5 separate regions of the Mus musculus genome follow, and all the other regions are linked to region 1. A link is a contact called in public Hi-C, capture Hi-C and promoter capture Hi-C data. All regions are on one chromosome and are shown on one strand. Each heading gives the region's core, a stretch centred on a gene start, on an enhancer-like site or on the middle of the called end of the contact. The rest is flanking DNA. Distances are from core to core; before and after follow the strand shown. Region 1 holds the start of C2cd3 (C2 calcium-dependent domain containing 3). Region 2 holds the start of Clpb (ClpB caseinolytic peptidase B). Region 3 holds the start of Uvrag (UV radiation resistance associated gene). Region 4 holds the start of Pde2a (phosphodiesterase 2A, cGMP-stimulated). Region 5 has its middle 21 kb from the start of Numa1.

Region 1 (2,700 bases), core at 6-2,505:
TAAATTGTCTTTGCTGTCAAGACCATACAGTCAAGGACAGAGACTAACATTTTTAGGTTTGCTGCTACCTTTGGTTCTGGGTTCAAAATGTTAACGTCAAATCTTACTAGAGTTCAGAAAGGTGATGAATAATATGTAAATGAAGCGATCAGTTACAACTCTGGCTTTCCTTTCAGTCAGTACCTTTTCTGAAAGATTTAGAGAAGACTTAAAAACAAAACAAACAAACAAACAAACAAAACAAAAAAAACCAAGAGTTTTTCTGCAGGCGGATCAAGTTCAAGGCCAGCCTGGGGTTCATAGGGCCCCCTTATAGGAGCTGGATAACTAAGAGGATTTAAGTTGGATTCAAGTCATTCTAAGTGAGGAGCAGTCCATATATGCACATATGTTTCCATTTCAACGAATTATCCCTGCGCTTTATGGTAGATCTTTTTCTTCATGCTACAGGACACAAACTGTTTTAGTTGAAAAAACTCCTTGTATTGATTCCTGATGAGATCTCAGTATATTCTTATGAAGCGCAATCGCTTCCCAAGGAAAAAATCAGAGAAGTAGAAGGGTATATATATATATAAGTGGTTTTATTTGCTTTTTGAGTAAGCTTGGGTTACAGGTTTCACGATGTCCTCTATCACACACCCTTTCACCATCTAAGGTTTTTCCGGACAGAGTTATGTCCCTTCCCCCTACTCCGAATACCTCTAACACACATACGTGTATCCCTGTCGTAAAAAGAGCACGTTTAATTTTGTTGTTCTCCTATCCGTATCTATTAATCCTCACTTGCCTCATTTATCGACCCTCAGGCGCTACTTCCTTTCCATTCTTTAAAAAAAAAAAAAATTCTCTTAACTTTCTGGTTCCCTAGTTAGTCTCTCTTCCGTCCTCTTTTGTTTTGTTTTGTTTTGTTTAACCGGAGCGGGTGGAAGTCTCCTTAGAATTCTTTAGCCCTTTTATGCTTTTCTCAACCTTAAAGAAATAAAGTTACCTCTCTTTTTGCGCCCACGGCCGCCCCCAGGCCCTTGGCCTTTCCGTTGTTTCATCCCGAGCCTGGGCCCTTCGTCACAAATTCAACGCAGGTGCCAGCTCCTAAGCTGTACGCTCCCGCCATCCCTTCCCACGGCGCCTGCGTTCCCCGGCAACGGGCGCCGCTGGGAAGCCTGGGACGCAGGAAGAAACACTCTTTCACCAACAGTTCCCGGAAAGCGGTGCCAAAAGAAGGCGCCAATTAGAGCCCCTGCAAATGGACTACAACACCCATGATGCTTTGCTTCCCTACCTTGGCCAAGTTGGACCAGGGCACCTGCATCTGCGCAAGCGCAAATTGATACACTATTTGAGGACTTCATTGTCCAGCATGCATTGCCTTCAAGAGGTCTCTTCCTGCTAGGGTTGTCGAGTTCTCTGATAGGAGTCTGAGAGATCCGCAGACTCCGTTACCCAGTTTCCTTTGTGCGAAGGCTGTTGCGCACTTCCGGTGGAAGCGCTGCGGCGAGGGGGCGGGGCTTACTGAGCCAGTGGGCGGTAGGCGGCGCTGCCGGTGGCTGGTTGCTGTCCAAAGGCGACTGGGCGTCGTTAGAGGAGAGAGCTGTGACCGGTTGTACTGCACGTATCGTGGGACGGACCTTGGGCCACTGTTGTCGACGTGCGGCCTCCCTTTGATGTCGGCCCTTGAAAAAAGCATGCACCTCGGCCGCCTACCTTCTCGCCCTCCTCTACCCGGCAGCGGGGGCAGTCAGAGCGGAGCCAAGATGCGGATGGGGTACGTGACTTGTACCACTCTCCCAGGAGACCAGGCCCAGGCCATTGGAGATTGGTGTCTGGGCATTCAGAGTGCCACGGGAAGGGACGCTGTGAATTGGAGGAAATGCTGGCCTTGGCCTGGAGGTGTTTAGATAGAGTAGAAGGTAGATTTGGGGACTAGGTGAGGCGCTAAGGGAGTAGTCCACTGGAGGACTGATAACATTGTTGGAGAAGGGGAATAAGGACAAGGTTGAGAAAATGAAAGGATAATCTAAGGGATGACGGGAATCAACTCTAGAAGTGATGAGTCTGGGAGAAAGAGTGAATCAGTGAGATGAGGAGAAATCTGGCATCGTTGAGGGGAATAGGGAATGACTGAGAGAAAAGTTGACGGGTTTGGGGAATCAAGTAAGTGAGCCAGGAGTAAGAAGGTTTTTACCTGAGGGTTATAGAAAACATCTGAGGCAAAGACTAGGGAGTAGAAGGTTCTAGAGAAAGTTTCCAGAAGTGTAAGAGTCAAGTTCAGAGAATGAGGGGGTGAATCAGAAAACTTGGAGAATAGGCCTAAGGAAAGACAGAGAACATGGCTAGGGGACTGTTATCAAGGGAGTGAGCCCAGAGGCTAGGGAAATAGGGGGGGTGTGATGAGGAAGACAGCTGAGTTTGGAACAGTGACCACTGATATCCCAGAGACTGAGAAATAATTTCGAGTAGGATTTGTTAAATGGAAGCACTGGAGAGGTAAAATCTGAAAACCAAAGAAGATTTTGTCAATTGTTTTGTTTTGCCAAGCAAATGGGACCTGAGGGAAACTATCTATTGGTCTAAGAATTAGACTTAGTGAAGCACTGGGAGTAACCACTTAACAATAAAATGGGAGTAAATGGTTTGCTGGAAAGGGAGTAGGGCTTGAGTGTGTGTGTGTGCTTATGTGTGTGGGTTAGAAACATTTAT
Region 2 (2,700 bases), core at 28-2,527, 1.3 Mb before region 1:
AAGGCGGTCTCCAATCTTGTTCAACAATCTCAGAGTCTGGGGTGCATGGGACAGGCAGGCACTGACAACTGAAAACCTGAGAGGTTGGGCTCAGCCAGGCCACCCTTGCAGCTCCTGCTCAACTCTAAGCAACTGAGGTAAGAAGCCAATCTGAGTTAGCTACCTCCACCTCCTCCCTCCCTCCCCCACTGCTGTAAGTCTCCAGAGAGCAACTTTCAGCCAACTCCCTGTCCCCCAAGGCTTCACACACACACCCTCCACAGTATCCAGCTCATCTTAAACATGACACTAAGCAAAACTCTAAGCAACTAAACAGACTCTGAACTCCAGGAAAGGTCAAAATATTAGAGCACTGAGAGCTTGCCTTCATTAGACAGTGGGGAAACTAAGATTAGAGAGGAACATGGGGTCAGGCTAGCACCAGAACCAAGTGTCCTCCTTCCTTGGACCTATGTACGCAGAAAAACATGTAGAGGCGGTCCCTAAAGCTGTTGAGGCTTCCTGGAGACCTCTTGAAAGACTAATGGACAAGATATAATATTGGTACATAAAAGGACCGGGCTGTAATTAGTCAGTCCAATGTCCCCAATTATACTTGTATACAAACTGATCCCAAAGAGGGTGCTAGACCTACGATGGGAAATGATGTAACTTCAGTGAGTTTTCCATCTGCTGCTCCTGGCAGCAGAAGGTAACTGGGTTTCTTCAAGGTAAGGTTATGCGGGTTTAAATTTACAAATACCTTCAACCTTCCAAAGGAGTCATGACCCACCCACCCACCTCTCCCTTGAACCCAGTTTGACCCCATAATCACCCTTGTTGGATGGATTCTTGCTGTAGCACTGAACCACCAGCGCCATGGCCAAGGCCCACATGCCCAGACCCGTCTTGTTGGGGACCCCATTCCAGCTGTCTTGTCCCGGGAGTGTTTCTTCGGGGCTAGGACCGCGTTCCGACGAGGCGGCAGTCAGGTATGGGATCTCGGTGCGTTCTCCACGGCGCCCCCAGGTGGCTGCCCCCCGTCCGGGGACGAAGGTAGAAGATGCTCCAGGGCGCACCCAAGCGGCAGCTCTCAACCGCTGCGGCTCCCCGCGGTCTCCGGTGACAACGCCACGGCCGTAAGCACCTCCCCGGCTTTGGAGAGATGGAGATTTGATTAACCCTAGGAAGAGCCGAGGCGCTGGCGTGGTTCTCCTCAACACCGCGGACAACATCATGACACCTGCTTCTAAAACCCGCTGGTGCCGGCCCCTGTGCTAGCCACGATCAACATGGCTGCCGCGGCGCGTTCGAAGACGCCGCTTATAAGGTGGGACTGCGCACTACCTCACGGGAGTGGTAGTCCACAGCCCCAGATCTTTCTCTAGCTGGAGACTAAACAAACTACATTTCCCCGAGGGCTGTGGAATGACATCACAATGACCGCTGACAGCGGAGCTGGAAGAATGTTGGGAAATGCAGTTCGGGCAGAGGGGCGTGGCAAAAAGGAAAACTCTGGTGGGGCGTGGCAATTAGGATTCAAGATTCCAGAGCCCCGTATTTGTATTAACACAGAACTTTAAGCCCTGCCTTTGGAAGGTGGGAACCTGAAAGAACGGGAATTCAAGGTCTGGGTCAAAATCACATTCTTGGTCTAGGTCAGCCCCAACTGTGTAAGATATCAAATATCAAATCAAAATATCGAAAATCAAAATACAGGAATCCTAGAACAACTTCCCTAGTGTTTAAATAAAATTGCATTTTCGATGAAGACCTGTTAAGTAACTTGTACCCCTCCCCACTTTTATTCTGAGTTGCTATTGCTTTTCAAAAAGATGTTGAGTGTTGGGAAAGGTGGTGTGTGTCCTTAATCCCAGCATTCCAGGCAAAGGCAAGCAGATCTCTCTGAATTTGAGAAAGTCTAGTTTGCATAGTGAGTTTCAAGATAGTCAGGGTTATGAGCCAGAGAGACTCTGTCTCAAAAGACTTTAAGACTGTGTGTGTGTGTGTGTGTGTGTGTGTTTAAAGATGTGTGTGTGTGTGTGTGTGTGTGTGTGAGTGTGTGTGTGTGAGATCCTTAGGTTTGGCAGCAAGTGTCTTTTATAGTTGAGCCATCTTGTTTGTTACATAATAGTGAATCTATGAATTGTGTTTCAGTTGATTCCTTCTGTAGTTAGCTGACAATTAGCTACTCATATATCTGTGTCTGGCCCCTTGTGTCTCACAGAATTACAAAACTGGGTTTGGGATTGTCTGGGGTGTTGTTTTACCCTGGCTCAAAGCTGTACCTTCCATAGAGTTGCTCCTGATCTAGAGGATACAGAGAAAGCCTTGTAGGCGGAATGCTTCCTGCTCTTGCATTAGAGCCTCTTGAGCTAGATCGAGGGAACAGTTTGTCTGGGCTGCCAGGGCTTCTGACAGGCCCAGGTACTTTGCTGGTTGGTATCCAGTGGTGCCTAGCTGGCTTGTTTGAATTGTTAAAGCAGGTTTTGGGGCTTTCCATTAGCCTGTTGGCTGAGAATAGGTCTTAAGCCTTGGTTTGCATCTGTCCCACTCAAGTCTCATGCCTGCGTTTACCTGTACATGGAGCACTCTAGCTAACATCCATTTTCCTAAGAAAGGTCAGTACATGACACTTGCCCTATTCTTTGCTTTTTCCTTCTCCACTTCTGGAACTCTTCATAGGAAGTGGATTAGTCTGCATTAAAACTTGTGGGTGTT
Region 3 (2,700 bases), core at 92-2,591, 1.2 Mb after region 1:
CTCTGAACACTGTGTTCTTTCAGCTATAACAGTCCAGGTGGTGGAGAAATTCACACTCTATGGGGACGGGGGAATCAATATTCTGCAAAATGACTCAGTGCTACTTATAGAAGCAATGGCTGTAGCTGCTATTATGGTCAAAGAAGTCTTCAGGGAAGGGAGGGCATTTGAGCTGTACCTTCATATTCATTTCTCTATTATCTGCAAGCAATGCGGATCCAGGGACGAATCAGACAAGGTCTTTTGGTTGAGGAATTCACATATGAGTGTTTGAATTCGGGGAGGCTGTGTGTGTTAAATGACTATTAAAAGACAAAGTGGAGGCTGCTGTGGTGGCACACTCCTGTAGTCCCAGCACCTGGGGAGCTGAGGTAGATTGAGCTACATGGTGAGTGGCAGGTCAGCCAAATCTCGCCCCTCCCCCCGCCCCGCCCCCGCGCAAAGCAAGTAAACAAACAAAGACAACACAATAGAATAAGCAGGTCTGTGGTAAAGGCAAGTTTCCTAATTCGGAGTTTCAGAGAAGTCTTTTGGAAGGACTCCTGCCCCAGCTGAAATACGATGGCTAAGCAAGCGTTAGTCACAAGCAGTAAAGGCTTTCTAGGCAGAGCATAAGCATCCCACCAGCAGAGGTGAGACAGTCTCTTGGCTGGCTGGCACACTTTGTGGCTAAGCTTACTAGTTATAGAAGCTAGAAGGGGCGTGGACTTGCAGGTCTGAGTGGATCACTGAAGAGCTGGTGGACTGCCCGATGGATCTTTGGTCTCAGTGATCGCGGCTCGGTGGCGGCTCCCCCTCTCAGTCATAAAGCGTGGCTTTTTTTTTTTTTTTTTGTACGTGGATGAGAACACTTCGGGAAGTCAGACCATCCATCCATCCCGACTCAGCTGGTGCCAAGCGGGTCCCCGCCCTCCACTGGAGGCTCTGTTACCATAGCAACTAGGTTAGGGCGGAAGTGGCTTAGAGGACTGACTCTCACTAATCAGGTGACTCTCCAGACTTCTGCACGTGACACGACATACCAGGCGCGCGCTCTACCTAATCAAGAAGCCGTCCCTGTTTCACTGACAACTGACAGCGCTCTAGAGCAATAGCCCACGAGGCTTCCCTAGGAGACCACACCCCTCAATAGGGAAAGGGCCAATTAGGCTGAGGCAAAGAGAAGTTACGCCCCAGGTTTAGCCCGGGTTTGACAGACGCAATTGAGGCCATCCTAGAGTCCCTCCGCCCCTAGCCATTGCGGCCGACGACGGACGGGCCCACTGGCCAATAGCACGTCCCTTGGCCGCCACCGGGTCCCGCCCTCTCAGAAACGGAACCAATGAGCACGCCAGCTCTGGGCCGGGTGGAGGGGTTGCACTGCGGTAATATGGCTCTTCCTTAGCCAGCGGCGGTGGCCAGCGCGGGCGCAGAGCTGCTGGGGCTCTCGGTGCCCGGTTTCTAGGCTGTAGGGGCTCTGCGAATCACAGCTCGGGAGGCAGCGGCCGATGCGGGAGGACTGCCCACCTGGCCGCTCGGCGGCTCAGGGGTCCAGATGAGCTCCTGCGCCTCGCTCGGGGGCCCGGTGCCCCTGCCACCCCCGGGCCCGTCCGCCGCGCTGACGTCCGGTGCCCCCGCGCGGGCCCTGCATGTGGAGCTGCCGTCTCAGCAGGTGAGCCGGCCGCGAGCCGGGGGGCGGAGAAGGTTGGCGGGGCTCGCAGGGCTGAGGAGGGCTGACAGGAGGAGGAGCCCCCTCCCCGGCCGTTCCCGCGCTCAGACCCCCGCATCCCTCCAAGAAGGCGCCGGGGAGCCCTGCCCCGCTGGCCGCCGCCGCGCTTTCCCTTTCGCTCCCCGATCGAGGAGTCGGTTTTCTGCACTTATTCTTAGCGTTTCGGGTGCTTCCTTCCGCTCCTCCTGAGGAAGGTATTTGGGACGTTGGGGTTTCCTTTCCAATCTCAGATCCTCATGGCACACTCCACTCCCTCGGGTGAGTGTCTGGAAGGAGGATTTGAAGTAAATATTCATAGCTTGTATCTCACGTGTGTGTGTGTGTGTGTGTGTGTGTGTGTGTGTGTGTGTGTGTGTGTAATAAGGACAAGAGAACACTGACTTTGGGAATCTGACAAAATTCTTGGCAACACCCGCCTATCAGTACATCTTCCACTGGCCTCCCTCAGTCCCTCGGGGAGACTCTGCAGGAACCTTAGCATTGAAGAGGACCTGGAGAAACTGTCAGTCATGGAGAGGTTACCGAGCTGGGTCTGTGCAAAGTGAGCATTGAATCGTCACAACTCCATGAGATAGCTGGTTTTATTGTCCCGGTTTCTCAGTTCTAGGAACAAGCTTGCTCACTGCCTCTCTGTTAGTGTTTCTGGTGGGGATGGATTTCCAAATACAGAGTCTGACTCCAGCTTGTGCTCAGCAGCAATAGTTTGCTTTAGACTTGAGAGCAGCTGCTCCACCACGGTCCACAGGACGAGCTCCCTCAGACCCTTTCTGTAACTTTCCATCCTTGCAAGAGACAGGAAGGAGCCACTTAGGAGCGCAGAGGCTATGGGAGAGAGGGCCAGGCATAGAGTGCATCGGAATGTAAAGGAAAGAGCAATGTTGCACCCCACCCCCCCAACCCGGTGCCGGATGAGGTGCCGGATGAGTAGGGAAGCAACGTTAACTGCAGAAGCAAGGCTCTGTAGTAGGAGAGAATTTAGCAAATCAGAAGGC
Region 4 (2,700 bases), core at 9-2,508, 1.1 Mb before region 1:
CCATATATTTTGGGCACCCTGAGGGCAACGTTCTCCATGTTTAAGCCCTTGGACTTGAGTCCATCCTATGCCATACCTGAGAACACAGGCACAGGTGGAGGTCCTAGAGGCTCCAGCCCTGTCTTCTGAGCCGGTTCCCCCACGACCCAAAGTAGAGGCAGACATGTAGGGAAGGCATGGTCACAGAAAGACCCTAGCACAAAGATAGAGACCTACAGAAACTGAAGGGCTGAACAGACCAGGAGAGGTAGGCAGCCTGGAGCAACACACTAAACAAGAGAACAGCAGAGGGGCCAAAGGATGATGCACTCAGAAATTTGGGAACTGGAAGAATGATATGGGACTATCACATCTAGAGGCTGGGAGGCAACAGGAGGAGACTGGAGGTCTGTGTAAAAGATGAGGACTGGGAGGGGGCAGTCTGGCAGAGGAGAAGAGAGAATCTGGGTTTTAAAAGGGGGTTGGACCCTTGGGTTGGGTGGAAGATGGTGACTAGAATCTAGATGATTAGTAAGGATGGGGAGTAAGACTTTATAAAATAGAAGATAGAGGTTTGGGGGTGAGGTCCTACTTATGAGGTAAAGTTCTCTGCAGCCAGGGGCTTAGGGGATATGGGTGTGCCTGGAATCTGATATGTACAGTAGAGAGCCAGAGGTTTGAGAGGGGAGTGGGACTAACCTGGGAGGAGGGAACTCCGGGTTTATACAGAGCTGTTAATGTGGCTGAGGGGGGCAACGAGGATTAGGACTTCGGGGCTTGGGATGGAGGAGTTCTAGATGCGAAGCAGAGTCAGAATCTGGAGGGGCATTTGAACTATGAGCCGAAGAATCAAGGACCCCCTCTGGGTATGGCTGCAGTCCCATTCAGTACAAGACGGGTTCCAAACTAAGGGAAGGGTCCCCTCTTAAAGGAAGGTTCAGGAGAGAGTAGACCGTGGGGCAGACGACTGCAAGCTCTTCAGAAGACCGGGCCCTCACCGGGCTCTCCCTGGACACCCGCTTCTCCCTGTTACCCAGAATGGGGGGGGGGGGGGCCTCCTACCTGCAGGCTGTCGGCGCATGGCTGCGGCGGCGGCTCGTCCGGCTTGAGGAAGACCTGCTGGCCCCGCCTGAGGAATTGGACAACAGCGATGAGGATGTGGTGCAACACCAGGACCATGCTCGCAGCCGCCCGCCCGCCCCTCCAGCCCGGCCCGCTGCACTCGGTCAGCGCGTCCGCAACAGCTTCGCCGGTCCGCGCGAGGGTCCGCCCTGGTCCCGCCCCGCCCCCGCCCCCGTCCCGCCCCAGGCCTCCAGGCCCCGCCTACGTTTCTGCTACCGGGGACAGCACTTCAACGCCTTCCAAAGATCGGACCCCACCCGATCCCGGCCGGCTTGCTCCCTGCCAGGCCTTCACCCTCTCAAGTCTCCTGCAGCGGGTCGGCTACGAGGGCTCCCACTCCTCGGTCGCCTCTCAGCCTTCGCTGCCTTCCGCTTATCCCATTGTCACTCCTCCTATGTGGTAGGGCCCCTCCCAGAGTCCCGCGCACTGTCGCACCACATTCTCTCCCCATCACTTGGACTTCAGTAGCCCGGCCAGAACCCCGAGGCCGAGTCCAGCGCAGTGCGGGGAGAGGGGCCGCGGCCACAGTCCGGGAGCCCCGAGGTCCTTTCACTCCTTCCAGTACAGAGGGTAGAGGAAAGTGAGGGAGAAATTTAGAGGTCGCTCCAAAATGGGACGAGCCCTGAAGCGGTAGCAGATCTGTGAAGGAGACACGTGCGCCCTGACACACACAGGCGCACCGTTCCCAAATGTGGGGTGAGAGCACTGGGTTCCTAAGGCTACCAGATAGGCCTTCATCGGCGTCCCAGGAGGCTGAAAAGGGTGCAAGCCCCAGGGCCATCTAGTCCGCAGTTCCGCGGTGGGACCCCGAGAGCTGGGAGCGCATTTCTCTGCAGAGCCGCCTCTGTGCTCAGGCACTTGCAGCAGCCGTGACGCTCCTGCGCCCCCTGGTGTTCTATCGCAAAGGTGCACCCTGACCCCAGTAGGGGATGGCTGGAGGGATGAGGGGACATTTGTGTAACTTGGGTCAAACCCCTTGCCTGGACCAACCTGTTTTCTAGCCTCTGCTTGCTATAAGATGGGCTAAGGCACAGGACGAGTCTATATCAAATGGTGAATTTGGGTCTTCCTGGATTTTGCCAGTGTAACTTTAGCTTGATCCCCTTCCCATTGGGTGTCAGTTGTCCCACAGGGCTGCCAGAAGACAAAAACTTGGAATGATGGTGAGACAGACAGACTCCTGACAGCCCTCACTGTGACTTTCCCTGGTTCTCCTTTCTGCGCTACTGCCCCTCTTCCTGTACTTCCCTCTCCCCCCAGCCCTTGGAAGGTGACTCAGTGAGCCCCCTGCTCCTTGCCTCATAGATGTGATTCATTTGGGCCCTTTCCCCCTGGGGAGCAATTTCCCCAGTGTTGAGTCACTGAGCCCAGTGCTGGACACGGTCCCAGCACCTGGCACAGGCTTGGAAGTGTCCTAGCTGTCCCAGTAGCTCAAGGGGTGATCTTCCACACAAGGATTTTTCCCCCTCCTAGCTGAGCTTACAGCTTCCAGTGCTCAAACATCCTTAGTGGGGGTCTCTACCACGAGCACCATAAAACCTAAATCTCTCACTTGGCATTACAGACCTTCCACAGTTCAACCCTGATTATTGACCAGCT
Region 5 (2,700 bases), core at 196-2,695, 1.6 Mb before region 1:
GTTGTGAACCACAATATGGGTGCTGGGAGCTGATCCCTCGTCCTCTAGAAAATCAGCAAGAGCTTTTAACCACTGAGCCACCTCTCTCAGCCCCTGCCCCTTTTTAAAATTTTAAATTAAAGTTTAAAGGGACTAAAGTTCAATGGTTGAGATGTTGGCTGATCTTCCAGAGGACCTGGGTTTGATTCCAGCACTCACATAAGACCCCATAATTGTCTATAACTCCAGCTCCAGGGGATCCAGTGTCTTCTTCTGGATTCCATGTCCTTCTTCTGGACATGACAGGCACACATGTCATATACAGACATGCATGCAGACAAAACACTGAGACACATAAGATAAAATATTTTTTTAAAGATTTATTTATTTATTTTATGCATATGAGTACACAACCACTGCTCTCTTTATACACACCAGAAGAGGGCATCAGACCCCATTACAGATGGTTGTGAGCCATCATGTGGTTGCTGGGAATTGAACTCAGGAGCTCTGGAAGAGCAGTCAGTGCTCTGTGCTCCTAACTGCTAAGCCATCTCTCCAGCCTGATAAAATAGTTTTTAAAAAAGAAATACATGGTACCCTCATAGGCCTAGTTTACTTTTATAACCTCGGCTTGCCTGGCTCTCTCTATGTAGTCCAGGCTGGCCAAACTTATTGACATTTGCTTTAGTCTGTCTCACCAGTGCTAGAATTAAAGGTGTGTGTGCATCACTCCAGGACAGTTGCGTAGCCTGAGCCCACAAAAGTCAATGAGATCAGTGTGCAAAGGCTGAGACTCAAAATTTACTCTTGGCAGAAAGCTAGGATATAAAAAGAATCTTTCCATGAGAAGGTAAAGAAGCTTGTCTTGCTGACCTAACAAAGTAGGAAGACAACTCCTTCTATCGATTCAAAACTACAGGTGTGTACAAGAGGGTACTGCTGGTCAAATTTATACAATACTTAAGGCCTGGAAATTTACAAGTAAAGTAAAATTACAAACACTTCTCATCCCAGGACTAAAACAACACCAATCCATCCAACAGAAGAAATCACACAAAACACAAAAACAGAGAATGATGTTTAGGAAAACATGAATTAAAACCACAATGAGCCAGGCGTGACTATTCAAATATTTGTACATGAATGATCAAAGAAATCTTAACCATAACAACCAAAAAGCACCGGGCAGTGGTGGCATATACCTTTAACCCCAGTACTTACGAGGCAGAGGCAGGCAGATTTCTGAGTTCAAGGCCAGCCTGGTCTACAGAGTGAGTTCCAGGCTACACAGAGAAACCCTGTCTCAGAAAATAAAGCAACACTCACACACACACACACACACACACCCTAAATGTCTATCAGTAGCAAATCAGCTGGGGATGTTGCCCAGTGGTAAAGTACTTCCCTATTATGCTCAAGGCCCTGCGTTTGAACCCCAGCAAAGAGAGAAACAGAGACAGAGTAAAAGAGAGAGGTTTGGGGGTTTTTGTTTTGGTTTTGGTTTTGGTTTTTCGAGACAGGATTTCTCTATATAGCCCTGGCTGTCCTGGAGCTCACTTTGTAAACCAGGCTGGCCTCGAACTAAGAAATCCGTCTGCCTCTGCTGGGATTAAAGGCATGTGCCACCACGCCCGGCATAAGAGAGAGGTTTTAAGAGCCAGGCACAATCAAGCTCAGGTGTCCAGCATGAGACCCCAGGTTCTATCCCTAGTAACAAGAAAACCAAAACAAAAAGCACAGTAAATGATAAACAAAATTTGATATCGCTATACAACAAAATAGTACCTAGCAACGGATTCTAACAGATTACTGATATACTCAATTAAAAAAAAAAGTTTAAGAAGAGTGCGGTCTTCACACCTGAGTCCTAGCACTGGGAAGCAGATGGGAAAGGATCCAAGTATGTTCAAAGTGAGTCTGAGGCCAGGAGATAGCCTGGGTGACCCGAGTTCAGTTCCCTGAAACCAATTATGAGTGAAAGGAGAAAGCACTAAGAAGCTGCTATCTGACCTCCATACTTCTACTGTGGCAGGGGTGCCTACACAAACAGATACAAACACTGTAATGAATTTTTGAAAAATGTTTTAAAATTAGATATCAAAGTCAGGCTGGCCTCCATAACATGCTCCAGGTCAGCAAGGGCTACAGAGCATTTAGTCTTAAAAAAAGGAAAGAAGAGCACTCGGAAGGCAGAGGCAGGTGATTTCTGAGTTCAAGGCCAGCCTGGTCTACAAAGTGAGTTCCAGGACAGCCAGGACTACACCGAGAAACCCTGTCTCAAAGGAAAGAAGAAAAGAAAAGAGAAATGTTACAGGAGAAGCCATATATGTATGTATGTATGTGTGTGTGTGTATATATATATATATATATATATATATATATATATACACATACACAAACTAGAAGAACAATCTGTACTGACAAAGAGAAGATTGGTGGTTTCCCAAGACCAGTTTAAAAGAAAAGATCTACTATAAAGAAACATGAAGAAATTTCTGAGTGTGAAATGTCTTATGTGTTACAGGTTTTCCCAGCTGTATATATCTATCAAAACTTAGGTGAAGTTTACTGTACATAAATTAGAGATAAATAAGGATGATTTTTTAAAATTATTTATTTTTATCATATGTACATTGGTGTTCTGCCTGCAGGTATGTACCTGTGTGAGGATGTCAGATTCCCTGAAACTGGAATTACAGACAGTTGTGAGCTGCCATG

Evidence for each region. Promoter capture Hi-C pulls out the DNA fragments that hold promoters and counts their contacts. Hi-C and Micro-C count contacts between places; a contact is called where the count stands out from the background. Capture Hi-C pulls out chosen DNA fragments and counts their contacts.
Region 2: a contact with region 1 is called in a Hi-C map of B cells, with 8 read pairs. The contact joins the promoter of Clpb here to the promoter of C2cd3 in region 1. A contact is called at or near these places in 2 of 39 promoter capture datasets (liver and pre-B cells), 1 of 484 Hi-C or Micro-C datasets (B cells) and 2 of 9 other capture datasets (adipose tissue and liver).
Region 3: a promoter capture Hi-C map of pre-B cells shows a contact between it and region 1, with 3 times the contacts expected there. The contact joins the promoter of Uvrag here to the promoter of C2cd3 in region 1. A contact is called at or near these places in 2 of 39 promoter capture datasets (liver and pre-B cells), 1 of 484 Hi-C or Micro-C datasets (B cells) and 1 of 9 other capture datasets (adipose tissue).
Region 4: a contact with region 1 is called in a capture Hi-C map of macrophages, with 4 times the contacts expected there. The contact joins the promoter of Pde2a here to the promoter of C2cd3 in region 1. A contact is called at or near these places in 1 of 39 promoter capture datasets (pre-B cells) and 1 of 9 other capture datasets (macrophages).
Region 5: a contact with region 1 is called in a Hi-C map of B cells, with 5 read pairs. The contact joins the enhancer-like site here to the promoter of C2cd3 in region 1. A contact is called at or near these places in 2 of 39 promoter capture datasets (liver and pre-B cells) and 1 of 484 Hi-C or Micro-C datasets (B cells).

The regions. Positions count from the first base shown.
Region 1 is chr7:100,370,788-100,373,487 of GRCm38.p6, reverse strand. It overlaps C2cd3 (C2 calcium-dependent domain containing 3), which reads right to left and starts at 1,255. Exons shown (of 33, transcript NM_001017985.3): 1 at 992-1,255. The coding sequence starts at 1,046. Ppme1 (protein phosphatase methylesterase 1) reads left to right here and starts at 1,592. Exons shown (of 14, transcript NM_028292.2): 1 at 1,592-1,765. The coding sequence starts at 1,665.
Region 2 is chr7:101,662,328-101,665,027 of GRCm38.p6, reverse strand. Clpb (ClpB caseinolytic peptidase B) reads right to left here and starts at 1,277. Exons shown (of 16, transcript NM_009191.4): 1 at 815-1,277. The coding sequence starts at 1,217.
Region 3 is chr7:99,139,785-99,142,484 of GRCm38.p6, reverse strand. Uvrag (UV radiation resistance associated gene) reads left to right here and starts at 1,341. Exons shown (of 15, transcript NM_178635.3): 1 at 1,341-1,651. The coding sequence starts at 1,535.
Region 4 is chr7:101,449,810-101,452,509 of GRCm38.p6, reverse strand. It overlaps Pde2a (phosphodiesterase 2A, cGMP-stimulated), which reads right to left and starts at 1,258. Exons shown (of 30, transcript NM_001143849.2): 1 at 1,042-1,258. The coding sequence starts at 1,158.
Region 5 is chr7:101,947,901-101,950,600 of GRCm38.p6, reverse strand. It overlaps a transcript of Numa1 not described here. Among named protein-coding and RNA genes, the nearest start is that of Numa1, 21 kb to the left of the region's middle. Within about 2 kb of position 1,445, at least 40 of the 459 cell types and tissues checked have an H3K27ac peak or open chromatin away from gene starts, as enhancers often do. A contact at or near this core is called in B cells, where this site is marked.